2 separate regions of the Gossypium hirsutum genome follow, and region 2 is linked to region 1. The links are chromatin contacts, called in public Hi-C maps. All regions are on one chromosome and are shown on one strand. The core of a region is the stretch at or near the end of the contact, and the rest is flanking DNA. Distances in the headings are between cores, read along the strand shown.

The links. A called contact is a pair of places that touch in the nucleus more often than the background predicts.
Region 2: a contact with region 1 is called in a Hi-C map of leaf, with 2.0 times the contacts expected there. The contact joins the promoter of LOC107915030 here to the enhancer-like site in region 1. A contact is called at or near these places in 3 of 34 Hi-C or Micro-C datasets (all in leaf).

The regions. Positions count from the first base shown.
Region 1 is chrD10:42,606,731-42,614,666 of Gossypium_hirsutum_v2.1, reverse strand. No RefSeq gene overlaps it. Among protein-coding and RNA genes, the nearest start is that of LOC107915847, 26 kb to the right of the region's middle. Within about 2 kb of position 4,931, at least 5 of the 9 cell types and tissues checked have an H3K27ac peak or open chromatin away from gene starts, as enhancers often do. A contact at or near this core is called in leaf, where this site is marked.
Region 2 is chrD10:42,777,837-42,785,761 of Gossypium_hirsutum_v2.1, reverse strand. It overlaps LOC107915030 (phosphoenolpyruvate carboxylase kinase 1), which reads left to right and starts at 5,033. Exons shown (of 2, transcript XM_016844124.2): 1 at 5,033-5,943; 2 at 6,028-6,331. The coding sequence starts at 5,160. The coding sequence ends at 6,056.

The DNA.
Region 1 (7,936 bases), core at 3,682-6,181:
TCGGAACAGTGGTTTCGGGACCACAAATCTGACGAGGAAAATTTTTTTTTAATATATTTTTATGGTCTACAATTTCACAGAATGATTTCGTGAAAATTTCGTTAAAAAATTTCGACGTTTGGGCACTCAATTTAGCCAAAAGGACTAAATTGTAAAAAGTGCAAAAGTTGAGTTCTACATGTTAGGAGTGTCTTATTGTTATCAAATTTTAAATATGAGGTCCTTAAATGGTAATTAGACCATTTATTATGTTATGGACAAAAATCGACATGAAATAGGTGAAATATGATATTTTTAAGTTAAGGGCATTTTGGTAATTTGATAATTAAAACAAATTAGAAAGACAAAATAAGGCCAAAATCATCATCTTCTCCATAGGGGCTGGCCGAATATCATGTGTACTCCATGGCTAGGGTTTTTTCATCTTCCAAGCTTCATGGTAAGTCCGTTCTAGCCTTGTTTTTCTTGTTCTTTATATTTTTAAAATCCCGGTAACTCGCTGAAGCGAATTCTACCATTAATTCGAGCTAGAATTTATGTTTGGAAAATTACCCATAGATGAAAAGTGTGTATTTTGATGTTTCATGATAGAATATGAACCTTAGAATTATGTTAAACGATTTTGGCTAAGCGATTTTTAGTGAAACGACATAATTGGTAAAAATTGTTATTGTTCATAAATGCACTTTAGAGAAAGAATTTGATGTTGTCATAGAAGGGAAAAATTTTCAGCATGTTATAAAATATAAGAAAAATGAATAAAGTTTAATTTCCGAGCCTAGAGGCAAAATCGTAATTTTGTGAAACTTTAGGGGAAAAATATAATTTTTCCAAAAAGTGATTTTTGGATTGGATTGAATTATTTGAATGTTATATAAGCTAAATATGTTATTATATATCAAGAAAGAAGTGGAATCGACCTTAATCAGAGAAAAGAAAAGATTGAAGACTAAATTGCTAAATTTCTATATTGTTGCACCAAAGTAAGTTTGTATGTAGATAATATATTGTTTTATTTATGCTCAAGTGTTTCATTATTTTATTTAAGATGTGTACTATACTTGGAACAAATATATGATGCAAATTATGAATTAAGATTGGTTAAAGAAGAATTGGTAAAATATTGAAAAGTAAGAATTTCTCGTTTGAAACTCTGAATAGAAAAGATATGAATGATTGTAATTAGGTCACGTGTGGTACGGACTAAGTGTAGGCCACTACGTGTACCAGACTGATAGGTCGTATATGTGGCACGAACTAAGTGCATGCTACTATGCGTACCGATATTCTATTATGACACAAGGGTGGCACGGACTGTGTGCAGGCCACTGATATTCTGTTATGATACAAGGGTGGCACGGACTGTGTGTAGGCCACCAATAACATGTTAAGATACAAGGGTGGCACAGACTATGTGCAGGCCACCGAGAATCTATTATTACACAAAGGTGATACGGACTGTGTGCAGGCCACCGAGAAATCTGTTTTTCTTCCAATAAGTTCAACGAGAAATTTATTAAGTGAAAATACATGATATGATGAAATGACTATGTGATTTATAAGTGCATAGACAGTGGGAAAATTTATGAACAATGTACTCGTTATTTGATCAAACTATCGATAAAATGAAATGAAGTAAGAGAAATTCATGAAATAGTGAAAATTTGAATTAAAATGGTTTGGACAATAACAGTGGTGTGACTTTGAAAAATCACAAAAAATAGTAGAAATTGAATTAGAGGGTGATTGAGATATGACATGAAAGCTTATTGAGTCTATTTTTACATAAAAGAAACAACGTAAGCAAATGAGTTATACATTATGATATATTTGAATTTTAGTGAAATGGGTCAAAATGATTTCGGGATTCCCTATTCTAAATTTGATAAATCATTATAAATTGTAAAAAAATAATTGCAATTTTTAATTTATATTATTAAATTCCCTAATGAGTCTAGTTTCAATATAAATAAACAAGAACACCATTAGATTTTTTTACTAAGAGATATTTGATTTTTAGTGAAAAGAGATCAGAAACGGCGAGCAGTGAAATAGGGGAAATTTTAAAGAATAAACTGTACTAATTATATAAACTAAAAATTATGAAAATTTTATGGTATCTTTAACGGTTCATAATTTGGAGTTCTGTAGCTCCAAATAAAAATAATTTAGTGATATGACTCGAATAGACAGCTTTGAATATACTTAAGGGTGAATAATGAAACTTTAGAAAATGTTATTTCTAAGAGTGTTAAGTAAATTAAGGATGTGGAATGGAGAGGAGGAGGAGGAAATTTAAATATATATATATGAATGGTTTGTGTATAATTGGTTATATGATTGATTATAATCGATAACCGTTGAAACAGGAGTGATGCCTATGTTTGTGCATTATTGGTTATAGTAAGCATGCTAGAAAATAAAGTTTCATGGCATATGTGTCTGGTATATTTGGCATGAAGTAATGTCATGAGTGATTCATGAATTAACTCATATTGGTAAGTTGATGCATAATTATAGTATTCAATATATACATAATTGTAATATTTTGCTATGTGATTCGGAAAAAGGGTAATAATTAGCATAATGAAAATTCGGCCATGATGCTAGTTTATGTTAAAGGAGTGTTTTATGGCATATGTTAAGTAATGGAATGTTATGAATTTTGAGGTTAAATTTCTAGTCAAATAAATGAAAAATGAATTGATTGCGTATTCGTAAATTTTGACATATGTTTGGTATATGAAACGTAATAATATATGCTTGAATAAACTTTAAGTATTCGAATGACATGGATTTGATGGTGATAAGATTCGAACATTGAATTCATGAAGCACAGGTGATGTATTATTGTTGTGTGATAGCTTGGTTCGAGAAATTGATTAGGTAAATGGTAAGTGAAAGCATTTATGGATTTAGAAGAAAATTTAGAGTGAACATGAAATTTAGCTCAATTAAATGATTTCATCAATTAAACATTGTGTATACCAGAATGACTTAATGAATTACATATTTGTGAATTGACATTCGAAGTTCGGTAAGTGATATATGAAATCAACATAAAAAGATTTTAGATTGTTAATAATATTGATTTTGACATAAAGTGGATTCTTCAATATTGGATTGATTTAATAGATGTATTGAGCATATGAATGGGTATGTATTTGGCCTTGTAAATCCTAATTATCGACTCGAAGATAATAATTTGAAAGTTTTTAATTTGGATAAAATTTTATAACTCGATTTAATATGGTTATAAGTGTATTTATTCTGGTAATGCCTCGTACCCTATTCAACGTTGAATACGGGTAAGGGGTGTTACAATGTGACATCACCAGATTCGGCCCTAATGTTTAGGTCGAGTTTGGGGTGTTACAAAAAACTATTAATTTGCTAAATCTCAAACTCCCAAGCCATAAACAAATTTCCACACAATGATGCAATCACCAAACACAATATGATGAAATAACCAAAGAAATTCATTTCTATCATGCACATGGCAAACGATAAAGGCAGTGGGATCTTTGGCATACAAAACATAGGTCTACATACCATACATTTTAATACAAATGTATCCATTTCTATCAAAACCCTAAATAGTTTTTTCAACAAAATCCAAAATGAAGTCATAAACTCATTGAATACAAACATATGCAGTGCATAAACCCCATGCGAATGCAACATATTTCAACAAAGAAATCTAAAAAACCATAAACCCAAATGCCCTTAAATCGAAAAAACCATAAACCAACAAAGAAAGTTAACTGGCCAGGACACCTATTCCATTAGACCTGTAACCGAAAACGTTAGTAGGTGATTGATTTGTCACTTTTTGCTAGTGCTAATGACTGATTTGTTATTTTTTGGAAGTTGATTGTCTAAATTAAAAGTTGAGTGACTGTTGGTGTAATTTACCCTTCAATTTATTAATAAGCCATAAAGGTTGTTTGTCCCCTTGAAAGTTTTATTCTATTCGAAGTTTGGCAAAAATATCAATTTTGAAATATCAATTTAGATTATAGATCAATATTAATTATTTAAATAATATCGATTTGTTAATATTTTATTTATATTGATTTGTTTCAATTTTATTGGTGTACGGTACATGCTTCGAGATATTTATTTTATATTAAAAAAATTATGCTGATTTTAAAAAGTTTAAATAAATATAATATAATATATTAATAATTAATTGCTTCATATGTGTTAGTTTTAAAAATTTTAAATTAATTCTCTAACAAATTATATTTATTCAAAATTAGATTTTAATAAAGTTTATATAAAATAAAATAGTATATTATTTTAAAATTAACTTCTTAATACGTAAAAAAATTCAATTAACTACATCATATGCTTCATATGTGTTACTTTTAAAATTTTCAGTTTACTCAAAAAAATATATTATATTTACTTAATATGAAAAAATTCAGTTAATGTCGATTGAGTCTTAGCTTGATTAGCATGGGTATTGTTGTCAATGCAGGAGGACACCGGTTCGAGTGCGTTGATGTGCATTATCCTTCGATTTATGGGTCGGGGAGGGACTATGGGTAGTTCTAAGTATTGTGTCAAAATAGCAGATATGATCATAACCTATAATGAGATTATTTAAAAAATCAAGTTAATAATCATTTTAATTGCAAAAAGAAAACTATAAAAATAAGGTGGATGAGAGTCTTTTGGGGATTATTATTTTTAAATAAAATAGATTGGGCTTTATTACTTTGAAATCCAAAACAAACAAAAATGAAAAAAAATCTATAAAATTAAAAAAACAAAAAAACTCACGCAAACCCAAATAAAAGGCCCAAACTTATGTAAAAAAAATATCAGAACAAAAAAGAAAATTCCAAAAAGTCTACATCACTATTCCATTGCCCAATCAGCTCAATCCTTAGCAACCGTCCCAACACCTGCAATTAATTTCATTTTTCGACGGTTCAAAAGTACAAAGAGAAGTGAGTAGCATTTCCTTTCATCCTTGACATTAACTCTTTCTTTCTCCATTCTTTACCACCGCATCACCTTCTTTATTCCAGTTCCTTCGCTCTGTCCACTCCCTCCTCTAGGTAAAAGGACTCACCCCCTCTCAGTGTTTCTTTCGTAATCGGTGTGGGCTAACTCATTGGCTGATCTTGGTATATGGCTGAAAAAGATCTTTTGAAATTCGTCTCTCAACTGATGTATATATATGATATAAGCACCAATTAACGATTTATTCAGATGTATTGACTGACATTTCTTAATTGTTGACAATGAATCGCCCTCGTTTATTACTTGCACCCGACCCTGTTCTATACCCATTTGTATTGCTCGATGGCAAGCAATAGCTTCAACAGCGAAGGCTAAAAAAACCCCTTAATTAGTCTCCGCTCGTGAAAGTACCACTTTCCCTTTAGCATTCTTTGCCACAACACTCAAAGCCGATTGAAATCTCTGTCCGTCAAAAGTGCCATCAAAGTTGATTTTAATGGTTGAATCTGATGTTACCCTCTAGCACACCAATCCAGTTTCTTTTGTAATTGTCCTCTTCTCTGTCTCAGTAATCTTTACAATGTAACCCCTGATGAAATGTGCTATATCCCTCCCTGTAGCAAACTCACTCTCATGGACCCTTATGTTCCTATCTCGCCAGATAACCCATAGCGCGTAAAAAAAAGCCATCACTGAGTGATAGAACATGCATCAAATACTCCAGTAAGCCAATGTCCAAACCCAAAATCTTGATTACTTAGGAAATGTGAAAATTTAAGATCTGACCATACTTCAATTGTTACACGGCATACTCGAAACAAATGATCCACTATTTCCTCCTCCCTTTCTCAACGAGGACAGCATGTTGTGTTCACAAGTTTCTTGTATTTCATGTTAGCTAATGTAGGCAAGTAATTCAAAGAAATATTCCAAACTATAATTTTAATTTTCCCAGGGAGCTCCATAGCTTTTTGTAGAAATCACTAGAAATTGATTGTAAAGCGTAAGCACTAGAAACCCTCGAAGTATCTGTAATAGTATATAAGTACTTCGGATGGAGAACTCCCCTGAAGACTCACATCCCACACCAACCAATTATCATGAGCCTCTTTTACCAACGGAATACGGAGGATTTGGGTTGCATCCGACGTCGAGAAGGTATTACTAATTAACTCATGCTTCCATTTTCTTTCATTTGCATCTATAAGTTCTAACACCAATGAATGCTGCAAATTAAGAATAGAAGTAGATAATCTAAAATTATAATTCCCAAGGATCCATGCATCATCGATAATTGAGATTTTTTTTCCCGAACCCACTCTCCAGCCTAACCCTTCCTTTAAAACACCTTTCATATCTCATATGCTTTTCCAAATGTACGATGGACTATTTCCTAACTGAGCACTACTATTTCCTAACTGAGCACTAATAAAATCAGACCTAGGGAAATACTTCACTCTAAGAACACAAGCAAGTAACGAATTTGGAAGGTTTATAAGCCTCCATCCCTATTTAGCCAGCAAAGACATATTAAATTTTCCCATGCTCCGAAATCTCATTCCCCCTTCCTCTTTTAGTCGACACATTTGACTCCACTCACACTAATGTATCCCCGTCCGCCCTTGCCCTTTCTGCCACCAATATCTTGCTATCATACTCTCAATCTCCCCACAAAAAGATTTCGGTAACAAAAAACATGAAATGACATATGTGGGAATTACTTGCAAAACTGGCTTCATAAAAATCTCCTTACCTCCTTGCCTCATGCTCCAGCTCTCAATACACATTTTAATTCTATCCTTAAATTTCTGGAAAGACTTTTTTCCCCCTCCCCACCATTTTTGGCAACCCCAGATACTTTTCAAGATTAGTCGAGAACTTTATTCCTAAGAGATTCGAGATTTTTACCTTATCCCCCTACATGTATTCGAGCTAAAAATGATTGTTAATTTACTAAAATTCAAACATTGACCTAAACACCTCTCGTATTCTTTTAATATTCCATTCAGCAATAAAAGCTCCTTTCGTTATTGCCTCACCCAAAAGAATACTATCATCCGCGAATAGTAGGTGTGAAATTTGTGGACCACTTCTACTAGCTTTGGCTCCTCGTAATAATCCTCCTTCCATAGCCAACCTTATCAAAGTCGAGAGCCCTATGCTACAAATGAGAAAAAGAAAAAGGCTAAAGGGGTCACCTTAACAAAGTTCCCTTACAAGCTTAAACGTCCTCTCCTTACAACCATTTACAATAACTGAATAGGACAACAAAGAAATACATCTCATAATAAGCTCCACCCATTCATTAGCAAAACCCATTTCCAACATCACTTCCTTTAGAAAACCCCACTCTACCCTATAATAGACTTTATTAATGTCTAGCTTCAAAGCCATGTATCCCTTTTTACCTGTGCGCTTTTGACCAAAAGTATGTAATAACTCATAAGCTAGCAACACATTATCGAAGATTAATCACCCCGACATAAACACACTTTGACAACTATCAATGCACCTTCCAATTACTCCTTGAAGCCGATTTGCTACTACTTTTGCTACAACTTTATATAAAACGGAACATAAATTTATAGGTCTAAAATTTTCTAAGTTTGTAAGATTAGAAATTTTAGGAATAAACACAATATCAGTATTGTTGACAGAGCCAAGATCTTTATCATCATTCAAAATGCCCAAGCTATACGCAAAAACATCACCCCTTACAATGTGCCAATACCGCTAAAAGAACATAGCCGGAAAACCATCAAAACCCGGCGCTTTAGTGGACCCCATCTCTTTCAACGTCGGGTAGATCTCTTCATCAATATACTTAGCCAATAGAAAAAATTTTATATCTGAAGAAATACTAACATTAATTCCAGTCAATATATGCGACAAATCATCTACACCACTCAAAAAGAACAAATGTTAGAAAAACCCCATACTCAAGGAGAACAAATGTTGGAAA
Region 2 (7,925 bases), core at 3,784-6,283, 170 kb before region 1:
TTATTATAATGGCTCCAATATGAAAGGAAAGCACTAAGGTGTTCAAAAGCGATTTCTTGAAATAAACCCGAGTATGAATCTTACTCTTAGTGATATGGCACATTCTTGCATTGGAGCTATTTCATTTTTTGGAATTGTTCAACTCATATATTCATTATTTTTGGGTTCTACAAAAAGATGGAAAATTTTGCTTGACAATGTCCTTGAATTAACTGGGAAATTTTTATCTAATGCTCATTGGGAGAGTCTAATTAAAATTGTTAAAACTATTAGATTTCAAACTCCCCAAATAAGATTGGCTTTGTCGGAATTATATTAATCTTGTGATGATGCAAAGTTAAAGAGTGAAGTGGAGAGTTTGGTCAATGCACTTAGGAGTTTTGAGTTTTTGCTTAGTATGGTAATTTTGTATAAAATTTATTTGCTATAAATATGGTGAGCAAGAAATTGCAATCTAATTCTATGTGCATTGAGACCACCATAAAGCAATTAAAAGGTGTATTGTCATAAAACGAGAATAACCAAGAGGATGAAAAAATTCAGTCGACTGATGAATTATTTAGAGTTGATTGTTTTTTAGTTATTGTAGACATGGCATTTACTTCTTTGAAGAGCATATTTTAGCAACTAAAAACATTTGAAAGTATTTTTGGGTTTTTGTTTGATTCAAACAAGTTAAAGTCATTGGATGGAAAGGAATTGAGAGAATGTTGTGCTACTTTTCACTCTACCTTTTCTTGTGGTGGTTCATCATATGTTGATTTAAATGATCTTTTCTTTGAATTGAAAGTGTTGCTATTTACTTTACCAAATGAATTAATGTTAGCCACTGAAATTCTCGAGTTTTTCAAATTTGCAAATTGCTATCCGAATGTTTCAATCGCTTATAGAATTTTTTTAATGGTTCCTATGACTGTGGCATCAGCTGAAAGAAGTTTTGCAAATCTAAAGTTAATCAAAACCTACTTGAGGTCATCAAAGTCACAAGAACGGTTGAATGGTCTGGCAATTTTATCAATCGAGAAGTATTTTTTGGAAAACATTTATGTTGATGTTTTCATTAATGATTTTGCATATCAGAATGCTTGTATAACCCATTTTTTATGTTTTTTTTGTGTTTTTGTAGTTGATGACATAGGAGTAGATTGAATGAAAAATATATATTTTTTAATTTTGTTAGAAAAATATATTATTGGCTTAATGTCATAAAACATATTATGTTAATGAAATTACTAGTATATGATTTTATTTTATTGTATTACATTTTATATATTTTTTTAAAATGACTTGATTTATTGTTTCGCCTAGGACCCTAAAAATGTCAAGAACAGACTTGGTTGCCTCTAGCTCTCTGTTTTTTAAATATGGAGAAGAATAATATGTGATGTGAGTAAAATAATCCGTCACCTATTCATGACATATTCAAACCAGGTGAGAGAAAACCTATCATATTTTTCTAAAATAAATCTAAAACATACCTTACTTTTCTAACTAATTTTTAAAATTACAATATTTTTATTAAAAAAATATTATGCTACCTTTTTTCTTGGTCGTGGTCCTTGCTTTGTACCTTACGTAGTCCGGACTCCGTAGAACCCATATATCGTTGTCGAAAGGAGGCCAAGATTTTGCATCACAAAAATCACATACAACCCTTTGCTTGCTCCAAAAGTCAGTCATTGAAGAAATGAAAAGTAAAGCCTCATATATACAATGTTTTCCTACCCTTCACTCACAACTTTATCACATATGTCTTTGGTTAAAGGTCCACCCACTTGCCTTCTTTTTAGCACATAATCACCACCCACCAAAATTTCTTTTCAATGGTTTGTAATGATTGTGGTTGATATTGATGTAATTTGTCTCCTCTCTTCCAAAATATCATCATTTTCATCTCCTAATGACTTTCAAGCAATGCCATCCAAAAATAAATAAGATTTGTATTTCTCAATTTCTTTCTAGAATCTGATGTTTTAACTCCCATTTTGGCACCCAAAATATAATATATATATATATAAGAGTTTAAAAAAATTTCACAAGCAGCTGAGATTTAGTTTAATTGGTATCGATATTGTTAGCATTGTAGAAAGACATAAATTCGAACGTACTGAAATGTACTTATCCTCTTATATAAGGGTTGAAGAGAGATTACGGTAGACATTATATTTAAAAAAACTCCACAAGAGTAAAATATTGTCATATGTCCTTAGATAACCAACTTAAAGCTTTGGCGAGTATAATATAGTGTATAAAAAAATTAATTTCTTTATTTACTTAGAAGGTTATATATTTAAATCGGTGGGCCTATTTTGAGGTATGGAAGTCTAGCCAAATCCCAAAAAGATCATAAAAATCCGAATCATACGGCAATATGAATTTTATTTTAAAAGAAAAAAAAGAGACTGAAATGAGTCGATTTCATGACGTTTCTTTTGTTTTTTTCTCTGGGATTGGATTTTTATTGAATGAAATTATTGTGGAACTCATGACCTGTGAAGCCTTTTTCAGCTTTTAAAAATTAGGTCCTGTTTAAGTGAGACAAATCTCTTGCATGTTAGCATGCAGTAGCTTGACTTTTCATGACTTGAAGGTCTCAACCAACCCCCTAAACAATATGTGGCGAACATACACAGCAATTTCCCAAGAAAAACAAAAGTAATAAAAGTCGGTAGATATTTCAACCAAAACCTTAAATTTTCATCATCTTTATAAAATTATATCAATTTATAAATATTAGAAAGGAATTTATTTTTCACTTTTTATTTTTATTTTATTTGGGTTAATATGTAGTTTGCCCCTTAAACTTGTCCAAAAGTACCTATTTGGTACCTAAATTTGTTTGTAACTAATTGGAATCTAAACTTATATTCGGTTACTCATGTTAATACTTTCACACTAACACCATTAGTTTGTATTGATGTGACACTAATAATCAATCCTCATGTTAGCCACTACTAAAATAGTCACTTTTATTTACCTCAGGTTACATTTTAGTCATTTAAGTTTGAAATATTACGTTTTAGTCTTTTACGTTAACGTGTTGTAACATTTTAGTTACTGAGCCGTTAATTGTCGTTAATGGTGCAACAGTAAGCTGACGTAGCACGTTAAATCATCATTTCAAACAAAAATTTTAGGTTAAATTATACAATTGGTCCCCATATTTTTTCGTTTTGAGCAATTTAATTTTTTTTTCTTTTATATTCTTTGAACTTTCCTTTTTTTTCCTTTATTTTTCATTCTCTTCTACTTCTCTTTCTGTTTTCCTCTCTTCTCCATCTCTTTTAACGTAGCTTTTCTATGTTTTTCATTTGTTAAAACTTTTTTTATGTTTATGAAAATAGAAAAGTGAAAAGTTGAGACCAAAATAAAACTTACTTCACATATTCTCACCCCACAATTACAAACCCTTATCATTCATCATCGTTTTAACGAACCAGTTTGGATCTCTCAATGACCTAGTCTACAAGTTCGCCTCACTCAAATACCTCGCCAATCATGACTTATGGTAGTCCACCCTCAACAACGTTTCCCAAGCCTGTTCCTTGAACCTCCTAACCAACCCCCATAGCCACCTTATCTATCTTGTCTACAACATCCTCGCCCTCTCAAAACTACGTTGTTTCACGGATTCTACAAATGAGCTCTACACTCTTAATGACTACAATGACCATCATACGAAACTTACCCTCAACGTTACCCAAACTAGTTTGGTTCCATGCTCTCTTTCTCTCATGCTTGGCTTACAATTAATTTTGCTTGAGAATATCCAAGAAGGTTTAGATCAATTTTATCGTTTGCTTAATTTTATTCGTCAAAAAATAAAAGAAAAGTAAATGAATAATATGCACGATTCTGTAAAAGTTTGGAAACGAAAAAAATTTATTTTGAATATAAAGAATTCAATTTATGTTTATATTTGATTAAGGATATGGTTTTTTATATTGATTAGTTAGATCCAATTTTAGTTTCAAAATTAGGTTATATTCAAATCGAGATTTGATTAACAATGGTTGATATTCGGTTTTAAGTGAAATTCAATTTAGGAATCATGTGAAAGAAACAAGAACTTGGTTTATTTGGTGGATAGATATTTTGTTTCTGCGGTGAAGAATATGAGAAGAGAGAAAAATAAAAGGGAAGAAGAAAAGGAAAAAATAAATAAAAAAATTAAATTGTTCAAAAAAATAAAAGTATATGGATTAGTTTTAACAAAAGGAAAACATAGAAAAACTATATTAAAATAAATGAAATTGTTACACTGTTAATGATAATTAATATAAAGAATTAATATAATTGGATTTGAGTGAAATAAATGAAAATTTGGATGGTATTTATAGGAAAAGAATGGTGGTTGACATTGTTATCGTTTTCATCCAACATTCAAAAAGTTGTTGAAGAGAAGCGCATTTAACTGGGTACATTTTTTTTCTCTTCAAAATCGACATATTTCTTTAATTTATAAAAAACGACCCAAAACCCTAATTAAAAAAAAGCTACATATTTAGCTGTTTTTTAACTTGAAAAACTATAATTCATCAAATGATTTTACTAAATTTCTTTAAAAATTAGAAAGGAAAAAACACAATTTAAACTAAAAAACATCTAAATGATGCGAGAATCTAAAAATATCATGCTGACAGTTGATGCCAAATCAAACCGTAGCACCTTTTTCTTTTTCAAAACAGTAGCATTTTAGTTTAAACTACGGAAAAGGAGGAGAATAATATAAACTGACAAATAAAGTTGCAATTTACAAAATAAACCTTGTAATTTAATCCATTAATTAATTGTTTTTTTATTTAAGAAAGAGGGCAAACACAGTAATTAAGACGAAAAGTTTTGGGCAAACTTAATAACAATGGGATTCTGATCGTAACTGTATCATCCAACTGCCGAACCGAAAGACACACAGCGTACGGAAATCCAAACCGTACACCAAACTAAGGGCATTCTCGTAATTTAATCCAACCGACTTTCGGTTTCTGATCCAACGTCTACAAAACAGTTACAGTATCTCAAGACGTGTCTTTCTCCCATCGGTTGAGCCGAATATTCCCTCTCAACATTCCTTAAACCCTCTATTTATAACCCTATGAAAAACTTAATGGAAAAGGTTAAAGAAAAAAACCAAGGGTAAATTGAAAACTGAAGAAACCATGACTGAATCATTGAAGGCTAACTACGAGGTCTGTGAAGAGATCGGCCGAGGAAGATTCGGCATCGTTTTCAGGTGCGTTTCTTTGATCTCCGGCGAGTCTTTTGCCGTTAAATCAATCGACAAACGGATAATCTCCGCCGGTGATTCTCTCGACTCTCAGTGTCTTTTCAATGAACCTAAAATTCTCACTCTGGTTTCGCCTCACCCCAATATAATCCACCTTCACCACCTCTACGAAGACGACTCTCATCTTCACATGGTGCTCGATCTCTGCCCTCCTTCACGAGATCTTTACAATCTCATCATCGACAATGGGCAGTTCTCCGAAGCTCAAGCCCGACCCATCTTGACCCAACTCGTTCAGGCCCTTGCTCACATTCACAGTCTCGGCGTCGTCCACCGTGATATCAAACCAGAAAACATTTTGTTCGATTCGAAAAATTCCGTTAAGCTAACGGATTTCGGTTCCGCTGACGTGGCACCGGAGGTAATGAGAGGTGTGGTGGGAACCCCGTTTTACGTGGCTCCGGAGATTTTGGGCGGGAGGGAATACGGGGAGAAAGTTGACGTTTGGAGTAGTGGTGTCGTATTGTACATAATGTTGGCAGGATTTCCGCCGTTTCACGGGGAAACGGTGGTGGAGATTTTCGAGGCGGTTTTGAGGGGAAATTTGAGATTCCCCGTTAGGGTTTTCCAATCGGTTTCGCCGGCAGCCAAGGATCTGTTGAGAAAAATGCTCTGTAAAGATGTTTCTAGAAGATTGTCCGCTGAACAAGTTCTAAGTAAGCCAATTTTAATATTAATTTTTATTTTTATTACTTTTAAAAAAAAACCCAATATTTATTTATTTATTTATTTATTTACAGGACATCCATGGATCACAAGTGGATGCTGAGCTTTTGAAGTTTCTCATCTGGTATCTGCTGATGATTGTATATAAACATTAAACGGGATGAGTTTTTGTCATTCCAAAGAGGGTTTTTCTTCTTTTTTTTTTGAGGGATTTAACCTTTTTTTGTTCTTTTTCTATAGAGGGTGATTGTATGAAAAGCGAGTTTTTCTAAGCTTGGGAAAAGAGTGTGTATAGAAGAAATGGTATTTGAGTGAAAATGGTTGTTTTTCTGTTCTTATATATTAAAGATACATCCAATGAAGAAAACTTTGGAGTTACCGATATTGTTATTGTTTTTCATATATATCTTTGTTAGATTTAAATATCTATTTCTTTTGTTGATTTTCCCTTTTATCCCAAGTATCATTTCTTATAATAGTTGTTTGCTTAATTAGTTTCTTCAAGAATTGACTATCTAGTAAAAAAAATTATTTTTAATTATTCATAATTTTTATTGAAATAATGTAAAATTTAACCCTTAAATTTATACATTCTATCAATTTGATAAAAACCGAATAAATTTGACTACAACATTTATGTAAGTGTGTAAATATTGATGTTTTTTTTTTAGAATTTAAATTAAACTACCAAAACATGTAAATATTGTGATTGTATTTAATTACTTACTTTTACTTTCAAAATTAACATGAATTAATTTTTTCCTATTTTTTAAAACGAAACCAATTTAATCAACCTTGAAATTGAGAACAACCCCTTTACTAAAATAAAATTTTATGTTTAAATAAGGCTTAAGGGTGTAAAAAACTCACAAACATACAAAAAAAAAACAATTAAGCCCTTACTTTTGTTTTTGCAATTAATTAAGTACTTAAATTTTCAAAATGCATAAAAAAAAGTCTCTCAAACTTTTTCAAAAGCCATTAATCCCCCCTTTTTTTTTCACTCAACTGGGTATTTGAACTTTCAAAATGTATAAAAAAGGTCCTGAAACTTTTTCAAAAAATAAGTTATAAAAATTATTAAATTTTAATAAAAATATAAAATTCTTAAATTTTATTAAAAACTAAAAATTTTATAAAAACCATAAAAATAATAATTTTAAAATTTTATAAAAGTCATAAAAAATTTATAAAATACATCAAAGACACCCTTTAACCATTACCGTTAAAGTTAATGACCCCTAGTTTTTTAAGTTAAAGCCATCACGTTTCACTACACAGCATAACATGTGGTGAAAAATTATAAAAATAAAAATCAATAAATTTTATAAAAAAATTATAAAATACTTCTTTAGGTACGATAATTTTATAATTTTTTTATAAAAAAATTATATTTTTTTAATTTTCTTACGACTTTATAAAATTTTATAATTTTTTACTATTTTTATAAAAATTTAAAATTTTCTATAATTTTTTTACGAGTTTTATATTTTTTCTAATTTGTATATATTTTTATTACATTTTTATAATTTCTATTGATTTTTATTTTTTATTATTTTTGTCACATGTCACGCCATTGTTATGGCTCATGGTGGCTTCAACAAAAAATAAAGGCGGTAACTTTAACGATCAACTGTTAAAGTTAACGATCAAAGGTTTTTTTTAATATATTTTGGCAATTCAAGTACTCAATTGAGTGTAACAAAAGAAATAGAGACTTAATTTTTTTTTTAAGTTTAACAACTTTTATATGCAATTTAAAAGTAAGTATAAAGAAAATATTTTTTAAAAAAATTTTACACTTTTAAACCTTGAAATAAATTCATCGGTTTATACCAACAATATTAACTAATTTTGGCTATACAGACAAGAATTGATGTAAAGCCCAAAACAACCTTTTTAGGCTGAAATTTGAAAGTTTTATTACCTTTTGAATAAAGTAATAATAAATAATAAATGACAAATATTAATT